Regions from separate parts of the Hordeum vulgare genome. Here region 1 is linked to region 2. Evidence: chromatin contacts called from public Hi-C data. All regions are on one chromosome and are shown on one strand. The core of a region is the stretch at or near the end of the contact, and the rest is flanking DNA. Distances in the headings are between cores, read along the strand shown. Region 1 holds the start of LOC123405735. Region 2 has its middle 32 kb from the start of LOC123404350.

The links. A called contact is a pair of places that touch in the nucleus more often than the background predicts.
Region 1: a contact with region 2 is called in a Hi-C map of seedling, with 2.0 times the contacts expected there. The contact joins the promoter of LOC123405735 here to the enhancer-like site in region 2. A contact is called at or near these places in 2 of 6 Hi-C or Micro-C datasets (leaf and seedling).

What each region holds. Positions count from the first base shown.
Region 1 is chr6H:521,189,464-521,196,419 of MorexV3_pseudomolecules_assembly, reverse strand. LOC123405735 reads left to right here and starts at 5,046. Exons shown (of 3, transcript XM_045099312.1): 1 at 5,046-5,207; 2 at 5,319-5,467; 3 at 5,600-5,941. The coding sequence starts at 5,330. The coding sequence ends at 5,941. LOC123404584 (nitrate reductase [NAD(P)H]) reads left to right here. Exons shown (of 3, transcript XM_045098524.1): 1 at 1-570; 2 at 689-829; 3 at 1,006-2,859. The coding sequence ends at 2,576.
Region 2 is chr6H:520,998,319-521,005,752 of MorexV3_pseudomolecules_assembly, reverse strand. No RefSeq gene overlaps it. Among protein-coding and RNA genes, the nearest start is that of LOC123404350, 32 kb to the right of the region's middle. Within about 2 kb of position 2,887, at least 3 of the 3 cell types and tissues checked have open chromatin away from gene starts, as enhancers often do. A contact at or near this core is called in leaf and seedling, where this site is marked.

The DNA.
Region 1 (6,956 bases), core at 3,797-6,296, 190 kb before region 2:
CCACCTGGACCGTCGAGGTCACCGGCCTCGTCAAGCGCCCGGTCAAGTTCACCATGGAGGAGCTCGTCACGGGGTTCCAGGCCGTGGAGTTCCCGGTCACGCTGGTGTGCGCCGGCAACCGGCGCAAGGAGCAGAACATGGTGCGCCAGTCCTCGGGCTTCAACTGGGGTCCCGGGGCCATCTCCACCACCGTGTGGCGCGGGGTGCGCCTCCGCGACGTGCTGCGCCGGTGCGGCGTCATGGGGGCCGGCGCCGCCTCCAACGTGTGCTTCGAGGGCGCCGAGGACCTTCCCGGCGGCGGCGGGTGCAAGTACGGCACCAGCCTCCGGCGGTCCGTGGCCATGGACCCGGCCCGCGACGTCATCCTCGCCTACATGCAGAACGGCGAGCCGCTGGCGCCCGACCACGGATTCCCCGTGCGCGTCATCGTGCCGGGCTTCATCGGCGGCCGCATGGTCAAGTGGCTCAAGCGCATCGTCGTGGCCTGCAACGAGTCGGAGAGCTACTACCACTACCGCGACAACCGCGTGCTGCCGTCACACGTCGACGCCGAGCTCGCCAATGCCGAAGGTACTTCCGATTTGCCTTCTCTCCTAGGCTAGCGTATGCAGTGCACGTCGCGTGCATGCCGACAGGGCACATGACGACGGCGAGCCTTACGGTGTCTTGTTTGTCTGGATGTTTTCAGCTTGGTGGTACAAGCCGGAGTGCATGATCAACGAGCTCAACATCAACTCGGTGATCACCACGCCCGGACACGACGAGGTGCTGCCCATCAACGCGCTGACGACGCAGAAGCCGTATACGATGAAGGGATATGCCTACTCCGGTGAGTCCCCCCTCCCACCCACATCTCATGTCCGGCGTCACATCACATCATCTCTGTCGGAAATAGTTTTGGGCTTGGGCCGGCTCGTTAGTCGTTACACAAGCCCAGGTTCCAGCCTGTTTTTCTGGGCCTGGATATGACTATTCTAAACACAGCGGTGCTGTTTCTTTTATCAGGCGGTGGCCGGAAAGTTACGCGGGTGGAGGTGACCCTCGACGGCGGCGAGACGTGGCAGGTGTGCGATCTGGAGCACCCGGAGCGTCCTACCAAGTACGGCAAGTACTGGTGCTGGTGCTTCTGGTCGGTGGAGGTTGAGGTGCTGGAGCTGCTGGGCGGCAAGGAGATGGCCGTCCGCGCGTGGGACGAGGCCCTCAACACCCAGCCGGAGCGCCTCATCTGGAACCTCATGGGCATGATGAACAACTGCTGGTTCCGGGTCAAGATCAACGTCTGCCGCCCCCACAAGGGCGAGATCGGCCTCGTCTTCGACCACCCAACGCAGCCGGGCAACCAGTCCGGCGGCTGGATGGCGCGCCAGAAGCACATCGAGACGTCCGAGACCACGCAGGGCACGCTCAAGCGGAGCACCTCCACGCCCTTCATGTCCACCGCCTCAGCCCAGTTCACCATGTCCGAGGTGCGCCGCCACGCCTCCAAGGACTCCGCCTGGATCGTCGTGCACGGCCACGTCTACGACTGCACCGGCTTCCTCAAGGACCACCCCGGCGGCGCCGACAGCATCCTCATCAACGCCGGCTCCGACTGCACCGAGGAGTTCGACGCCATCCACTCCGCCAAGGCCCGCGGACTCCTCGAGATGTACCGCGTCGGCGAGCTCATCGTCACCGGCAACGACTACTCGCCGCAGAGCAGCAACGCCGACCTCGCGGCCATCGTCGAGGCCCCCGCTGTCGTCGTGCCTCGGCTGCCGGCCTCCGCCGTCGCGCTCGCCAACCCGCGGGAGAAGGTGCGGTGCCGGCTCGTGGACAAGAAGAGCATGTCCCACAACGTGCGCCTCTTCAGGTTCGCGCTGCCGTCGCCTCACCAGAAGCTCGGGCTGCCCGTCGGCAAGCACGTGTACGTGTGCGCGTCCACCGGCGGCAAGCTCTGCATGCGCGCGTACACGCCGACCAGCTCCGTCGAGGAGGTTGGCCACGTGGAGCTGCTCATCAAGATATACTTCAAGGACGAGGATCCCAAGTTCCCCGCCGGCGGGCTCATGTCGCAGTACCTCGACGCGCTGCCGCTCGGTGCCCCCGTCGACATCAAGGGCCCCGTGGGCCACATCGAGTACGCCGGCCGCGGCGCCTTCACGGTGGGCGGCGAGCGCCGGTTCGCGCGCCGGCTCGCCATGGTTGCCGGCGGGACGGGGATCACGCCGGTGTACCAGGTGATCCAGGCCGTGCTGAGGGACCAGCCCGATGACACCACGGAGATGCACCTGGTGTACGCGAACCGCACGGAGGACGACATGCTGCTGCGGGAGGAGATCGACCGGTGGGCGGCCGCGAACCCCGCGCGGCTCAAGGTGTGGTACGTGGTGAGCAAGGTGGGTCGGCCGGAGGACGCGTGGGAATACGGCGTGGGGAGAGTGGACGAGCAGGTGCTCAGGGAGCACCTGCCTCTGGGCGGCGACGGCGAGACGCTCGCGCTCGTCTGTGGGCCTCCGGCGATGCTCGAGTGCACGGTGCGCCCGGGACTGGAGAAGATGGGGTACGACCTCGACAAGGATTGCCTCGTCTTCTAAGCAGAGGCCGCCGTGCACGATAATACGTAGTACTACTTGGTTGTACATAGCGTAGTAGACCTACGTACGTAGTTGCATGATCCTGCAACTTATTAGCATAGAAAAGTGCGGGAGTCGGAATTCTCTTGAATTCTGGTACATACTATACTAGTGGAGGTGGTCGATCGGACGGTGATGGCCAAATCAGCCATGGGAGCGCAGCCTATTGTCCTTTTTTGTGTCTATCTATGTATGAATTGATGACACTATTAGAGCAATAAAAATGAAGAATCCTTTGCAAAAACGAATCTTCAATGAGTAGCTTGTGCCTGAGGACTCTTCAACCGGTGTTTGCTTGTGCTGTCACCGACGGGTGCATGGACTACGACGAGGGACCGTGGTGGTCAATGGCCGTGGGCGGCGCTCCTATGTGACTTGTCGGCATGATGCTCGGTATGAAGCAGTGGCCCTGCTTCGACGATCCTGTTGACCTACGTGACAGGAGGGCCGGCGGCGGCATCCACAGGGTGTGAGTGGCTGCGTCGGTCGCCATGTGGCATGTTCGGTGGTGGTGGTGGCAGGGGTGGTGTGGTGGGCCCTCATGGTGGAGGTTGACCATGGCTTCAATGTTTGTTTATGTGGAATCGAAGCTCCCACGACGGGGTCATGAGGTGTACGATGACTGGTTGCAGGTAGCCTGTTTGGTGATCTTTCGCGGCACCACTCGTGCATGGATTTGTCATTCAAAGTTCTTCGTCAGAGTCGGAGTTGTGTTGTCTGATTGCAGGTGGTCGAGCTTTGGCGAAAATCTTCATGCGGCTTCATGAGTCCACTATGGTGTGGGTTGAGTCGAGGATCGCCTTCGACGGAGTGTGAGTCAAGGATCACCGCCGACAAACTGATTACAAGCATAGTTGACCCATCGTCTCTCTAGTGTGCTTGTTATACACTCTTTTCATTTATTTTCTCCCTTCTAGGACATTTAGTCATGTCTACCACATGTTGCTTCATCTCCTCTTATCCTCTATTTGGTTTTGATCTGCTACATAGCATTACTAATTAAGTGAGCTACTCGCTGTGCCTACTCGTGTAGCTGCTACATAGCATCAAGAAAGGCTATAGTTGAGCAAAATAGCGACCGAGACATTTCCTTGCAAAAAATTTGTAATGTTATTTGAACCATTGATGATAGAAGGCCTTCTGAATCACTTCCTCAGCATAACAATGCAGCCTACAAACCAGTTGTTATCACCATCAGTAATGATGCGCGTAAACACACCATGCCAATTTTACTCTTAAAAACTACTGCTTATACTCACCTTTCAAGACTCTTATAGTTTATAACTGTGTAGCCCTTCACACCGTCGCATGAAAACCAAGAAAAACGAGCGAAAGGAGCACACGCCGCATGGTACAAAACAATCTACCATTACCACTGTATTGTCATTATACCTAAATTGATGTGTCTTCATGTACATAGTAATCTTTCAAAGTCTCTTCATGATTATCATCATACTCACCTACAATTAAATCCAATGTTTTGCATTCATTCTGGCAGCCAACCGGTATGGAGCTTCTCCATGGCGATGCCTTCAAGAAGTTAACAACACAAAAGAGTGCCGCCATCGCCAGTCTTGGCAACACGTTGAGAATGAGGTTTTCATTGGGATCTGCTCGATGAACCTTCATCAAGCATCATGTGCATGGGTCGTCACCGATTTGAGCCGCTGCGCAGTAAGCAGACTCCATCAGCCAGATCAGATCTGTCTGGAGACCAGACCACTCATGGCATTGACCTGTCCACCAAGCCCTTCATGCCGTCGCCACCGATCCGAGGTCAGATGACCCGTCGTCACAGATTCGGCCGTCGGTGCAACGTAGCAACCGCTGCCCGAAGCAAGGCCGGCCGACGGGCCCGCATCCATCACCAACCAAGACAAAGCCGGTCGACGTGCACTCCTGGTCAAGCAGGGACGCCCGCCATGCCGCCAAGACCTGATCGACCGCGCCTCCTCACGTCGCGTGGCTCCGCACCATCCCCATGTCACAGGATAGAGGGAGGCGGCCGCCACCTTCGACGACGGCGGAAGGAGGGAGGAAATGAAGGAAAGACTCCGACGGCTAGGGTTTCGTCCCCGCCCGAATCGCCCGAGCGAGAGCACACGCGGGGGCAGGACAAACGCGGGGGATCAGCTCAATGGGTCCTTTTAAACGCGGGGGGCAGGACAACACGTCTTTGCAGTGGGTGCTTTATTTTTGTTTGTGGAAGGCAAAACCGTGCAGTAGAGCTTTGGAGCCCCACCTTCTATTCTTGTGCACGTATGCTTGAATGCGCGTGTGTGCGCGCGCCTGTGTGGAGCTTCACTCACATCACATGTCCTTACCTAGTATGTACATCCAGTTGAAAGAGGTAGACGCACGCAGCTTCCCATGGCCATGGCCAGCGGCTGAGATCGTCTCATCACCGGCAGTCCACTGTCCGGCTCGACACGTCACGTCTTCGCCTTTGCATCACGGCCTCACGGGCTCGCTCTACTTAAACAGCCTCACCCACCTTGAGCCATTGCCCTAAACCTCGCCTCGACCCTGCCTTCACGTAGAAGCACACCAAGACCAAGCGTTCGTCCTCGGATCCCATCTCGACGGGTGAAGGTGAGTCTGAGTCCCCTCCTCCTCGGATCGTTTCTTTTTCTTTCTCCGACGGAGAATTCAACAAGCGAACCAACTGACCCTGTGCATGCCTTGTTGTTGGTCTCGTCCTAGCTCCATCCACCATGGACGGCAACAAGACTGCCGCCGCCCACCCGGCCAGCGTACGGGCGCTCTCCATGGCCGCCGGCACCGTCGTCGTCTTCGCCTTGGCCACGGCGGCCGACTACGTACTCGACAGCTTCCACCTCTGCGGCAGCCAGGTACCAACCTAATGACCCGTCTAGTCGTCTACTGCAGTACTGCTAGGCAAGATGCTAGCTAGACTTTCCGATCATCGCACGCCAAACTGGTAGGTATATATCCCGGCCGTCTGAGTGCATGCATGCATGCAGGCTTCCTTCATCCTGCCGTGCGTCGGGGTGACGGCGGCGGCGGCCGCCAAGTGGAGGGCCCTCTGGCTCGCCATGGTCTGCTGCGCGGTGCTCGAGTCGGCCGTCGCGGCGCAGGCGCTGCGGCTCCCATGCCGCCGCCGCGCCCTCGCCCTCCTCCAGCTCGCGCTCACCGTCGTCCGCCACTACATGTACGCCCGCGCCACCCTCATCCTCGCCGCCGCCGACCCAGGGCTCTTCGGGATCTGCTTCGGGAGCGTCTCCGTCTTCGTAACTGGCGACCTCCTCAGCTTCATGGACCTTCTCCTTGGAGGCGAAGGGATCATGCACTACTCCTTTGTGTGAATCGATCAACTACTCCAGTATGCATTATATATATATGATCGAGTGCCATATGTGTGAATCGATCTGCTAGTACCTAGTGTGATGTTAATCGGACCGATCGACTGTCTATTCTAGCTGGTTAATTACTCCATTGTTGGGTCTGTATAATTATTAGCCTTGATGATCCTGGTCAGTCTTGGATGTACAGTATGAGACATCAGTTATCTGTATGCATGCTATTTCCAGTCTTGAGTAAGTACGTTATACGTGAGCCAGCTGTGTACGTACGTACATGCATGCTGGACCCCTGTGGAGCCGAGCCGGGGTTTCAGATTGTACTGGTATACATGCATTGACACGTTGTTTTAAACAAAACTATCAAATGGACCAACCTAATAAGTGTGCACAAGTGCAACTCCTCCTTACCACTGGATCGAGTCCTGCTTGCCACGTCTAAGCGCTAACGGTAGATAGAAACAACCTAATAAGCGTGCACAAGTGCAACGCAACGCAACACACACGCACGAGGAATGGAATGCCACGTACGGTAGATGGATAGAAGCGGCTAGTAGCACAATGCAAGCCAACTACTACGTCATGGTCATCATCGATCATCTACTGATCCGGAACCGAAATGAATATGGCGAGCGAGCGAGCGAGCAATGCATGTGCTGCGCGGCACAGCAGACGCTACCAAATCGATCGATCTAGTTTCCAAACGGGCGAAAGCATCCACGCACGGCTGGCGCCCGCAGCAAAGCTGTTGACTGTTGAGCGCATTTGTTTGTAGAGACGCCGCTGAATTTCTGCCATTATTGTTCCACTTGTCTACTACTCCTAAAACCTTTGAGTTAAGACCCTTTTGGCCGGTCTGGGGGAGGTGCAATGCAGCCTCGTGATGGTTGATTTATTTATTTATTTATTTTTAGTTTGCAAGAAAGACTTATGGTCTATGGCAAGCAGCTGACAAGCAAGACCATTTCGGTTTTGGGGCACTCCGTCCAACTGTCGCTGTTTTACCTCTCTTTTGATCACC
Region 2 (7,434 bases), core at 1,638-4,137:
GGCGGCGCGAGAGGCAGATGGAGAGAGAGAGAGCGGAGCGGTGTCGCGAGGGAGCAGCAGCGCGCTGCGCTTTTATAGGCGCGTGGGACGCGGCGCCGCAAAAATGGCGTGCGAGCTGCCGCCTTTTCACGCGCGCGCAAGCTGCTCCCGTGCGCGCGGTTTTTCCGCCGTCGCTGGAGTGCGCCATTCTGTCCCGCGCGCGCTAAAATGGATGTTTACTGCACGCGCCCCTTTTTGCGCGGCTGTTGGAGATATTTATATATATATTCAACATTATTAATAGTCATTCAACATTTTTCAAATCCTTGTTTAATATCTTTTTATTACCTATTCAACATTTTTCAAATACTTGATGAACATTTTTTAAAAAGTGTTTTTGAAATTTATATATGTCGGATATTATACAGCATTTAGCAACATACAAATATGATGCAAAAAAAAGAAAAAACAGAAAATATAAATAAAAAAGGCTACGGCCACCAACGTGGCTAGCCTGGCTCTCGGGCTCGTACAGACATGATGGTTCACCTTCGTCTGAGGAAGAGCAACTAGTTAGCAAGCACTCCTTCCAAAGCCTCTCAGCATTCACTCTCGCGCGCCGCCACTTGACGCATTCTCACGTGTTTTTGGCTTTTTAGAGTGTCACGCTCCGAACGTTCCCTTCATATTTGATTTTATTTTTATTTTTTTCACGTGTTTTTGGCTTTTTAGAGTGTTTTTTTTCTGGATTTTTTTGGTGTTCCGGTTTTTTACCGGTCTTTTGTAACTTTTGCACGGGATAAAAATTTCATTTTTTTCGTGAAAAGACCGTGTTTTCTGTTTTTTTAACGCAAAAAAGACGTTTTCTAATTTTTTGCGAGAGGCATGGTTTTGCTTTCGCGAGCGGAACGGTTTTGCCTTAGCGAGAGGCACGTCCGTTCCTCTCAGAAAGAGAAAAAAACACATATCTTTTTTTTTTGAGAGGCACGATTTTGCTTTCGCGAAAGGCACGGGTTTGCATTCACTAGAGGCTTGCCCGTGCCTCTCGGAAAGGGAAAAACACGTTTTCAGTTTTTTTGGGAGAGACACGGTTTTGCCTTCGCGAGTGCCTCTCCCGAAAGGGAAAAAACGTGTTTTCTATTTTTTTACGAGAGGCACGGTTTTGCTTTCGCGAAAGGCACGGTTTTGTCTTCGCGAGAGGCACGCGTGTGCCTCTCCCGAAAAGGGGAAAAACGCGTTTTCTACTCTTTTTTTCCGCGAGAGTTACGGTTTTGCTTCCGCGAGAGGAACGGTTATGCCTTCGTGAGAGGCTCGACATGTGCCTCTCAAAAATGAAAAAAAATAATATATTTTTTGTTTTTTTTTCTATCGCGTGAGGCATTATTTATTTCTTCCGATTTTTTTCTTGAAAAAAAAGTTTGTCAAATCCTATTTACATGGGATCTAATTTTTAAGATCTCAACGCGAGAAATTCAACAGTGAAAACGGTTTGAGATTTGGACGCACGTTTTAGGAGATAAAACGTTTTGAAAATATGGATCTATGAAAAAAAAGAAAATTCCTAGGTTGCGACAAGTGGCACGCATGCAGTGCACCACTTGTCGCAACCTGTGAAAATGAGAGTAACCGTTGAAAGGTGTATTCGCTAACTAGTGATTTCACATCTCAGGTAACGCGAGGAATAGGAAGCTTCTATGTGGCGCCTTGAGCGCCAGTTAAGGAACTGACGCTTGTAGCGTTTTTCCTTATGAGACGGGCCATGTAGAGTGTGGTTGGCCATTAAAATATTAAATTTTTTTATTGAATTTTAAAAGTTTAAGATTTGCAAAAATAATTATTGATCATGAAAAAAGTTGGCCTACATTTAAATTGTTCATGGATTTTAAAAAATTTCAGAAAATTAGAAAAAACAGTTTGTCCATTTTAAAAAAGTTCATCCATTTTAAAAAACAATTCTTCGATTTTTAAAATATGTTCATGCATTTTCTCCGATTTTATAAAAAAATTATTGTTTTTTTAAAAAGATTTTAATTTAAAAAAAGTTAGTGATTTAGAAAAAAATTCATGAACTAAAACACTTACAAGATATCTAGATGGGCCGGCCCATCGCAGAAGCGCAGCAGCCGTCGGTTAATAAAATTTGCCTATAACCAACGGATGTGGCGCTAAATATGATATTCCCAATAGGCGTGCCCATGATCGTTGCCCGGAACCAAAAACAGAAAAAAAAAAAAAAGAGATAGAAACGTCATGATCGTCATGCCCATCCGTGAACCCACATGGGTGGGTGCTCGGCTGAAGCACCAATAATTCATCCCACCCTCCTTGATCGATCATGTCCTGATTGATAATTTGGGTGGTCCGGTGTGCTAACTATTGCTCGAAGCGACGAAATCATGTCCATCAGGTGGACGTTGATCGATCGGGCCAAATCAAGCCGGCAGGCAAGTGCTGCGCTGCAACTTTTTAAAACCTGTTGATTGATGCATCATGATCATTTATAATACTTCTCCGTTCTAAAATAAATGACTTTAATTTATACTAACTTTTTAATAAAGTTAGTATAAAGTAAAGTCATTTATTTTGAAACGGAGCGAATAGAAGATTAAAGCCAAGTCTTTACCGTCGAGTAGAACGAGTGCTGTGTCGTGGGTAAAATTCCAGTGTTTAAACTGGCCTTGAAAAAAAAAAAAAGCAACCCCTGTGTGTTCGACTGTGAATCTCACGTTTCCACTGGAGCACTGGAACCAAGCTGTACATATCTACACGCACATGCAGATGCAGTACGCATGGCCGCCCGTCGTGCACATGAACGCTACAGTATCAGTGCTAAGTGACAAAAGGACACCGTATCAATCATACACCGTACAGTCGTAATCTCGCTCGCTCATTGATGGGTCCGATTTTCTTGGATCACACGACCGACGGCCTTCGCGTGTGCACGGGCGACAGGGTGTGGCGTCACTGTGGAGCTACAGCTGCGTCCCGTCCTGGCGGAAGGGGAACCAAAAATGCTAAACGTACTAAAGATTACATGCAATTACAGGTTGACTAGAATACTTTGATGCCAACTAACCATTCCCTCCCTGATTTATATGGGGTGTGCCCTTTCACCCTTTAAACTTCAACCAAAACTAACCAACCTGTAAATCCCCTGTAACCCTTTGTACTTGGATACATTATTGGAGGGGGAACTGGCCTACTGCATGGGATCGACGCATGGGTCGGAGATCCTCTATCTACCCGATCTCCTCTCCTCTTGATTTTTTTTAGTCGGCTCTTCTCTCCTTGGCCGTCTCTCTTCCAGCTTTCCTGGACGATGGATCGAGATTGTAGTATGAGAGCAGTACTTATCAAATATGATCGTTTATGAACATTTGTGGACGCGGCCGATCAATGATTGGACATGTCTGTTTTAAGCACCTATTTTTCGTTCGTTCAGCCACATCTTTTATTTTTCTTCTTATACGTCCGATGACTTGCACATGACTCACACAGACATCGGAGGCGACCATTGATTTCTCAAAAAGGAGAGACGTCGAGAGAGTTAGGCTGGTTGGTGCATGGATAAGATGATGAGATTGGCCACAGATACGTATATCTTGCTAGACACATCAAGCTCGTTCGGTTTCGTTGGGATCCCATTTTAAACGTTTTGTGAGGTTACAATTGCCACGCCTTCAGATTCCCATTCCTGATGAGCCCTAGTTTGTCATGGCCGGCTGAAAAGTTGCAGGCGTGTGTGCGCGCCAAGAAATTTGCGCGGCTAACAAAGTGGTCATCTGATAACGAATCTAAGCATGTAGCGTAATAACCTCTCATGATCCGATCACGTCCACCCCTGGAATTACTTTCTCGATACCTACCATGGAATTCCCTCAAGAAGTTAACAGGAGCACATATGCAAATATTAGCCAAAGTTATTCGGCCACTAGTATAACTTGCAAGTGTTAGTATTTGCCACAGGGGATAACAATATATATTAGACGAAGCTGCTGCGCTTGTTCACAAGAGGAACGATCTTATCTGCAGGGAATCGCATCAAGCATTCCACTTTCATAAAGCGATCTGTTATAGAAACAGGAGGAAAAGAAATTCCTTGTACTTTACGTTGGCCGATTAAGGTTTGTGTGTGCAATCTGGGAAGGACACCGGCAGCAGCCCAGCAGGAAGGATTAAATTTGGATTCCAGGCCGTTTGCAAAAGTTTTTCCAGGACTAAAGTAGATCACAATCCGAGAAATCTCACGTGCGAGTTTCATATTTGGCCCGCATGCAACTGAAAGGCGTAGCTACGTAGGGATCGAATACGTGCGGATATATTCTTCGGGCCAGGTCTCCACCCATGGCCGGAAACCTTTTGTCGTTCTTCATCTGGTTTCGCTGTCGGACTGTACGTACGTGTGGCCTCACGCACGCCTGCTGCTGCTCCGCGACCGATCGACGAGGGCATCGCCTTGCTTTAGTCATCGATGTATACTGTTCGTCAGCGTGCCGTGAACAATGCATGGTTATCTCGTCGATCTCGATCTCTTTCGTCTGCGATCTCCCCGGCTACCTTGCCGTGGATTATTCCAAGGGAAGATCTTCCCGGCGTCGTCGTTAGATCTTCCTCTTTGTTTTCTCGCAGTGGATTATAATGTCAGTGCCCACTTGAGCTAGCCATCGCCCAAGTTGCAAATGATCAAGTCCGTCCGTCCATTGCATTCCTCGCCTGGCCTCTTCCCGGAGTACGTAGTACTCGTGCAGATGGCGCCACTTTTGCATGCTAGCTACCAGCCAGGAGCCCGTGATCTGAATCTTTGACTCCTGCGCACGCTGATCTCTGATCCGATATCGTGCTGCAAATCAAATCTGCACGTACGTTTGTCTTGCTCGGTCACTTGATCAACTGGGTGGGTCATGCGCGCGTGGAAAATTGGCAGGGCTCATGACCAAAGCGGATTCCAGAGAAAATCCACCGGCCAATATAAAATAGCCATGCACGCGTGCACAGCTTTTACCGTCCAGAGACTTGCAAGCAAAGCCAGCCGACAGCCCTTCTCTCCGGCCGGCCAGCCGAGCTCACTGCTTTGCTCGGCCACTAAGTGTCCGCCGCAAGTACCGTCGGCGCACGTACTCCGACGATGGTATTTGTGTGATCCCGTTCGTGACGCCGACCGAGGACCGACGGACGCGACGGCGCAGGCGACAAGCGCCCACTTGCGGCCGGCCATGCCTCTGCATGACCCCCCATCATTCATGAACAGGCAAGCCAAACAGTAGAGCTACCTAGCAAAGAGATATATAAACCCATAAAGTCCGTTAAAATGCCTAAGCTTGAATGCTTGATAGCCTAGATGGCGACGGCTCGACGGGAAGCTCGGACCGGAACAGCTCTGAACTAGACCTGGCGTGAGCGAGCGGTTCCATTCTTACGTTAGCTACCTAGCTAGCTGAAAGTTTGAAGCTGGATTCCATTCGATCCGCAAATCTGGTCGCGCGAAAACCCAATCAATTGAAGTTCTGAGTTTGTTTCAAGTCAAATTTATTTAAGTTTGACAAAGTTTGTAAAAATGCATTAACATCTAAAAATACTAGAGCAACTAACTGAAGAGTATTCCTTCGCAAGCCCCTTCAAAGGTCATTTGGGGTGGGTTAGGATGGGAGCGTGAGAACACATTACGCCCCCCCCCCCCCCCCCGGCGACTCGGGGGCAACCCTAGCACCGCCGCCGCGTTTCCCCCCCTCTCTCCCTCCCCTCCGCCGCTGCCAGAGGGTGCCACGACACTGGCGTGTGGCCTTGATGAAGGTGGCGGCGGGGATCTACCGCTTGGACGGCGGTGGTTCCCGGGGCGGCGGAGATCTAGCGCCTGGACGGCGGCGGCTCCCGGGGCGGCGGCTACCGGCGGCGGCGGCTTCGGCTCCCGGGGCGGCGGCGGCTCCAGGTGGCGGCGGGGATCTACGGCCTGGACGGCGGCGGCTCCCGGGGCGGCGACTTCGGCTCCCGGGGCGGTGGCTCCGGCCGGTGGCGCGCGGTGTCGCCTGGTACTGCTGGACGTCTTCCTGTGCGCGACGGTATAGCGGTGGTAGCCAATCCGACCCGATCCACTGTGCCAGCGACCGTTTCCAGGTGCCTTCTCCTGGTTCTTGCTGACAGGATCTAATCCGGTCTTGGCGGTGCCAACGGCGACGGCTAACCCGGGACCATGGTGGTGGCGGCGTCCCCTCCGCCGGGGATGACGGGCCTGATGGTGGGGAGACATGGTTGCCGATGAAAACCGAGCCGACGGCGGACGATGGCGGCTTCTGCACCGTTACCTTGATGAAGGCTTCGTTTTGTAACTACTGTTGATCCACTCGTGCTACTCCGGGGGAAACACTAGGATCTGGTTTTCCAGATCGGACGATGGCGGCATTGCGGTGTCGTTCCTCTCCATGGAGCATCGTTTGTGGAGCAGCGCTGGAAGAAGGAGGCAGGAGGTGGAGCGTCTTCGTCCTGCACGGAGCTTCGTTGGTGATGTCAGGTCATGCCTGGCCGACAGGTGCTACGCTTTGTCATGCCTGGTCGGCAGGTGCTACGCACGACAGATCTTACCGAGTCTCACGTCTCGATGGACGAGCGCAGGGAGGTGGTGCCGTTGGGCGCCGTGGTGGCGTTGACGGATGGCCGGACTGGCAAGGATTATGCGGATCTCTCTCTTGAAGATGGTCCAACGGTTCGATGATGATGGCGGCTTCTAAAACGTGTGCATGTGGTGTACGCTTTAGGTCCGCTGCACCGGCTGTGAGTTCCGATACGTCATGTGGATGGATCGGAGACAACACCGAATTTAGATATGGGGAGTGAGAGCACTCCACCTTATCACGATTTGTAGGTGTGAGAGGGGGCTTCGGGTGGTTTGATGTATGTTCTTATCAGATTTTGTTGAATAACTAATAAAAATGGCTGAATGCATCGATTGATGCACAGGCCGGGGTCTTAACCTCCTTTTCTAAAAAAAAATCGGGGTAGGTTAGGAGTGTGTTTCTTGGTGTGCTCTTAGCCGTCATCACATGTTGTGCTTTGAATTCTTCTTTCGGATTTCGTTTTTTCTACTTTTATGTACGTATTTTTGTTTTTGGATGATCTTGAAAAAAGCATGTGTGTTTTCTTTTGCGAGAAACGCAGATTTTTTTTCTTGTGAAGGCTTGGTTGTGCCTCTCAGAAAGACAAATAAAATATATTTTTTATCATGAGAGGTATATATTTTACTTCTCGTAGAGGCACGACTTTCTTTCGAGAGGCACGATCATGCCTCTCGCCGAAATGATTTTTCCCTTATCAAGAGGCACTGATTTACTTCACTTGAAGGCACAGATTTGCTTTCGCGAAAGACACGGTCATGCTTCTGGAAAAGGGAAAAAACATGTTTTTCTCCTTCCGCAGAGGCACGGATTTGCTTCCCCGAGAGGGAGGTCATACCTCTCAGAAAGG